2 separate regions of the Sus scrofa genome follow, and region 1 is linked to region 2. A link is a contact called in public HiChIP or PLAC-seq data. All regions are on one chromosome and are shown on one strand. The core of a region is the stretch at or near the end of the contact, and the rest is flanking DNA. Distances in the headings are between cores, read along the strand shown.

Region 1 (2,927 bases), core at 259-2,758, 62 kb after region 2:
GGCTTTGGAATCCGAAGGATCAAGGTTTTTCCACTTAGGGCTTCAGAAAGTTCTTTTACTTCTCTGAACTTGTATTCCTTCCTATTAGAAAAAGTGTAACAACACATACTTCACAGCTGTTTTACGGGTTAAACATTAAGTAATCAAGTACCGGGTATGGCTCAAGCAGATACTCAAAAACTGGTAACTATTGTTACCATTGCCCAAGGTACAGACATAGTATAGTGAAAGAACGTGGGAACAGAAATTGAAACCGCAATTCACTAGCTTTGTAACACTGCCTGTCGGTCAATCATCAACTTCCTGACAGCCTACTATGCATCACGCAGTGGGATGGGGCTACAAGGATGGGCAAGGCAATGTCTCGGAGAGGGTGGCACACTTGTAAACAAATACTGCCATTACGAGGTGAAGAGCGCAGCAATGGAATTTGGTTGGGGGCGGGGGCTGCTAACCTCGGTTTCCCTATCTGTCGAGTGGGAGGATCAAATGAGATGACAGCAGATAGGCTGTACAAAGCTCAAAGCTCAAGCCTTATTGCTGTGAATAATGAAGAGTAACAGGGCAGAGGCGGGGGACCACCTGCCACCTGGGCCTGGACCTGGGCTGCAACAACGCGGGCCCGCGAGCCCCGACAGAAAGCGGTGGTGCTGGGGACCTTCCCTCAGGTGCCGACCCCCAGCTGCGCCGCCGCTAACCGACAGGCCAAGACAGCCGCCTCCGCCCCCACTCGGCGCGCCACCGCGGAAGTGGCAGCCCGATCGGTTGGCGGGTGTCGGTAGAAAAGGGCGGGGGGAGACCGTGCGCGGCGGCCTATGGCCGTGGAGTGGCGGGACCGCCGGGGGTCTCACCTGAAGCAGGGAGGGTCCTCCAACACCAGCACGCGGCAAGAGCAAGATGGCTGCCTCAGTCGAGACAGAGAAAGACGAAGGCAGCCGCGGCGGCGGGAGTGGAGCCCACGTGACACACCCGGCCCCGCCTCTCTCTCGCCGGAGCAGCCTATCCTGGAAGCTCATATACAAACTACAAAGCCCAGGCTGCTCTGCGCTTCCCAACAGAAACGCGGCAGGTGCAGACCGCCGCGCTGCTTTCTGGAGCTTGCAGTCTCCTGGGCGTCCCATTGTGTCCGTGCCTGCAGTTTATAGGAAGCCTAATAAAAAGGCAATGGGTATTTTTGTTTGGGTGTATACTTTTGTCGAATGCTTCGCTAGGTATTAAGTACGCACTGTCGGACTCAACTAGAGTGGAGACTCGGAGAGACGGGAAATTTTGAGCCGTTTTTTATGCCTCAAGAGAGGAAAATCGAGAAATAACCCACAAAGTTTAAAAACAACAAAAACAAATACATTTAATCAGAAGAAGCTTCACACTTTAAGTGCCTGCAGTGACTTATGCCCCAGTGCCCCGCAGAGCTAGGTCAGATTTGCAGTAAGAAATCACAAGTTTGGTTTTCTCGGAGCTTGCATCAGTTGGTTGCATCATCCCTGAATGGAAGAATTTAGCTTACAAGGAATAAAAAATAAGGTCCAGTGTTTCTTCTCCAACCGTAAGGGACATTCTTGCAGGCACAAGACTGCACCGCAGAACAGGTTTGCCAGGTCTTCTCGAGACCCGAGCAGGAACTTAAGAATGAAATCCGGTTATCTGTCTTTTTTATTTGCGGAGGGGGATGGGGTACCTGAAACCAATGGGCAACCAGCCCAACAGTTGGGAGAGGCTGACTTCACCGATCAATAATTTGCGTAGTGAGTATTAAGTGCAGCGGTTCTTGGTGGGGGGAGGGGCTAGCCTGAAGGCGGACGCCACCAGCAACGGTTCTCCCGAGTCTCCTCCCCACCCGCCCACTATCTCGGCCCATCTTTTCTCTCTAGGTCCTCGGACGGAATGTCCAGAACCGTGGGGAAGCAACTACCGCTCGAAAGCAACGCCTGCAACCTTCTACGTGATCTGCACCTTTAAACTCAGTCCCAGACCGGACCCCGGAGGCACCACCCACATCCGTCTAACATCACTTCCTTCAGGGTTAGGGGAAAAAAAAAAAAAAAAAATCTGGGAAAGCGAGGGGTTGGGCTGAGCCGCACTTGGGATACCGCGCGGACCATCTGCTAGGACTCGGGCCCGGCGTCTGCTCAGCCCAGGGGCCCCGCGGACTTACCACCATGGAACCGCGGCCTCGTCTCGGGGCCACCTGTTTGCTGGGCTTCAGTTTCCTGCTCCTCGTCTCTTCTGATGGACATGTTGGGCTTGGAAAGGGTCAGACCGCGTTCTTATCTTAATCTTTACTCATTCTGGGCCCCAGCCCAGTACAACCCTCTCCTTGTCCTAACACGATCCCCTTCCCATTCTGTCTCTGGCCACCCTAGATTTCTTTTTATCCTCTCCAACTGCTCCTGGAGTTTGAGGAAGATCTCTTGGGGTAGGGAGTAGCGGTTCTGGGGAATATTGAGTTGGGGAAGTTGTACTTGAGGCCTCCCTAAATGCTTGGGTTGGGGTAAGGAATGACCCGTATATTAGGAAAAGCATGTTTAAGAAACCAGCTTAGTGTCTAGCACTTGGTGGGTCCTCAGACATCCGTCACCGTTCCTCAGGGTGGACTTTCATATTTGGATTCTTTTCGTGGGTCTGAAGATTCCGCTCCTCACCTCTTACCTGAAGAGCTAGATTACTGCCTCCAGACCTGGAGGGAACAGAACCTGCACCCAGGGAGGGTGACTGGGTGCATAAGGAAGGGCCATATAAAGGGTCGAAGGTCTGATGTTAGAGGGTCACCAACAGTTGTCCTCGGTGTGGTTCAGTGTAATTGAAGAAAATGGTTTTTTTGGAAGAATGAGGGACAGTGGTTACCAATGGAGAATAAGAGGTGTTCCCTACTGCATTTATCCCACTACCTACATCTTTATTGGAGATCAGGGTTTATGCTTTTTCTA
Region 2 (3,004 bases), core at 175-2,674:
TACAATAAACATATATTTTCAGGATTATAAAAGTTTTATAAGTACTTAATAATCCTCCATACTTCACATACATTATAGGAAAACAAGAATAACCTGAACCACATTTATCATAAATACCCAAAGGGCTGACTTAATGGTATCAAACCGTGATCACCAACTTTTTTTTATATTAATACCAAAATAAATCACTTAATTACTAAAATCTAGAATATGTCCTATTTCCATCAGGTCTCTGTTACTGGGATAGTTAGCATGACTTTTTAAAATCCTCTTGTCATCCATCCTATGGATCTATTTAGGGGGACAATTTTGAACCACGGACTAAGGCATTACAATACTCACACTCTTACGGGGGGGAGGGGTGATGGGGGGAACAGACCTTTGTTTTTTTAAAAAAGATGTTTTTCTAATTTTGAGTATTATCTGGGAGACGTTAACATCTCAAAGCTGGAATGGGGCTTTCTCCGAGGCAGACCACGCTTAGAAGCAAAAGGTAACAGAAGCAGCAGAGATGAGCTGCCGGTAGGTGATGAAATTTCACCTCAAAGAAGACGCAAAAGGTTGTTTTCAAGCCAGTCGGATGGGTGAATGACACTCCAGGGAGTTCCAAGGGCTTCCAGGGCCCCGCGCTTTCCGCACCGGCTTTCTCACCCTCCCGCCCCCGACCCCCGGGACTCTTCGGGACTGAGCCTGGGGCGCGAGAAGCCCAGGCTGTTTGCAAACAGGCGTCCTCTGCCTCCCTCCGGGATGTACGTGCGGGGCCCAGGGTAAGAGGCTGCGCTCGGCCCGGGCCCGCGGCCAACCCGAAGGGTGCCAGGGACCCTGCCAGCCCCGCTCTCCACAGACGCGGCCGCCCCGGAGCCCAGGCCGGGGCAAGGGCTTCCCGGCGACGCGGGGCCTACTCGTCCCCCACGCGCCTCCAGCCCCCCGGGGGACGCGGGGAGGAAGGGCTGAGGCCCCCGAGCCTGGGTGGGGGAGGCGGCCGCAGCGGCAGGACGCCCCGTCCGCCCGGCCCGAGGTCTCGCCGCCAGGGCCCTCCCCGGGCGGCCAAAGGCCAGCGAGCCCGGGACCGCGCGACGCCGCGTCACACTCACCTCGAGCAGCGGCCGCCGCCGCCTCAGCATGGCCGGGGGGTCGTCCCTGAGCCCACAGCCTCCTCCGGAGGGCACCCGCCCGGCCCCAGGCGCCGCCGCCGCCGCCGCCGCGAAGCCTCCCACTCCTGAAGGGGCTGTGGTCGCCGCTGGTGCTGAGGCCCAGCGCCCGCCGAGCCTCATCGGGCTCCCGGGCCGCCGCAGCCACGCGGATCCCGCAGGAGCGCCGCTGAGCCGGGCGGGGGGTGCGAGGCTGCAGCGGGACGACCGAGGTGCTGCAGGCGGGGATCCTCGGCGAAGCCTCCAGCGTCGCCGTGGCCGCTCCTGCCGCCGGCGCCGCTGGGCCACAGCGCCCCCTGGACCCCACGCCCGGCTACGGCGCCGGGACTGCGGCGGCCGCCCGGGCACGAGCCGCAGGGAACGCGAGGGAGCGCGGCCTGGGGATGGCGGGGGCCCCGGGCTCCCTGCGTCGCCCTGGGGCCGCCGGACCGCCCCCGACGACGCCCCCCGGAAGCCCCTCGGTCCCCACCGACCTTAGTGGGTCTCCTCCCCACTCCCTAGGCCTCAGGCCATGAGCATCTTTACACCTTTTCCTTCTCTCCAGAAGGTACGTGAACGTTCCTCTCACTCGGACCTTCACCTGAGAGCAGGGATGTGAGGGGAATCTCCTGGATTTCACCTCTCGAGATTCAAGGGGTAGCCTTTGTAATCCGTTCAGTGCGTCTGGATGTAAGAAGGGTGACCCAGAATCAACCCCCCCCCCCACGCATCCTTTCCTGAAACAGATGAAGGAATTGTCTTTGACCTTAACTTTTTTTTGGATCTATTGGCAAATCATTTCAGGAATTCCCAACAGATACCAAACCCTTAACACCCAACCTCCCCCAAAATAGAACAAATTAATAATAATAAGACAAGCAAGAGAAGAAAATAAACGAGTTGTCCTGAAATTTATAAACAATCTAAAATTAAGAGAAAAACAATCCATATTCTAACACACTCCCCCACCCCCACCCCCACCCCCACTCCGCTCATCCATCCCCAGTCCCTTCCACATCCCAGGTAAGGCTCTAAAGGAAAGAAATTGTTATATTGTGGGGGCTGTGGAATCATTCTCTTTACAGGTACCCTATATTCGATCCCACTCAAACTCTAGGGTGAAAACATCAGAACCAAAAACAAAAGAAAGGCTCTCAGAGGGAAAAGAGGGAAAGAGAAATTGTTCAAATCCTCTGGTCCCCAGTTTTTCCAAATACATGATTTTATCATTAAGTATGTAGTAGAATGAGCAGGGTCTTTGGTGGCAGACAGATCCTGGCAGAGGCACCAATTCCAGCTCTGTTGTGTTTAATTTTATGATCCTGGGCAAGTTATATAATATTTAGGAACCTCGATTTTCTGATGCCTGCCTTGCTGATTGTTGCAAAGATTGGAGATAATTTTGCAAAGGAACTAGCCCATGGAAGTTACTCAATAAATGTTAGTTCCTATTACTGTTGATTCCGAAACACCCTCAGTCCTTAAATTCAAGATTTTTCTCATCTTTTTCTTTCAAAATCTGTGTGTGTGTGTGTGTGTTTTCCTATGGAAAGATGGGTGCATTAAAAAAAAATGGGTGCATTATTCTTCGTCATTCTTGGTCTGGGTAAAATTTCTTTAAATTTCACTAATGGACTTATATAACATCCCTCCACTGAAGAAGAATAGAGCCTAGTATACCTGATCCTATGACATTCTGTTGCATAGCAGATATCTGCAAAGAACCAATATATTCCTCTATATAAAAAAAAGAATTATAAGGCAATCTCACCTTACCTAAGGTTATGTCCTAATAATAATATATCTTAATGAGAAAATTATATAAGGTCTCTGGGAACTTTCAAATAATAATTGAGCAGCCACCTTAGAGAAAA

The links. HiChIP or PLAC-seq counts read pairs in DNA pulled down with a chosen protein or histone mark.
Region 1: an H3K27ac HiChIP or PLAC-seq map of alveolar macrophages shows a contact between it and region 2. The contact joins the promoter of TXNDC12 here to the promoter of ZFYVE9 in region 2. A contact is called at or near these places in 1 of 47 Hi-C or Micro-C datasets (liver) and 1 of 2 datasets of contacts at active chromatin or transcription factors (alveolar macrophages).

The regions. Positions count from the first base shown.
Region 1 is chr6:160,135,236-160,138,162 of Sscrofa11.1, forward strand. It overlaps TXNDC12 (thioredoxin domain-containing protein 12), which reads left to right and starts at 1,509. Exons shown (of 8, transcript XM_021096661.1): 1 at 1,509-1,745; 2 at 1,872-2,253. The coding sequence starts at 2,160. It overlaps BTF3L4 (transcription factor BTF3 homolog 4), which reads right to left and starts at 972. Exons shown (of 6, transcript XM_021096654.1): 1 at 852-972.
Region 2 is chr6:160,073,051-160,076,054 of Sscrofa11.1, forward strand. It overlaps ZFYVE9 (zinc finger FYVE domain-containing protein 9), which reads right to left and starts at 1,425. Exons shown (of 18, transcript XM_021096648.1): 1 at 1,095-1,425. It also overlaps the pseudogene LOC110261408.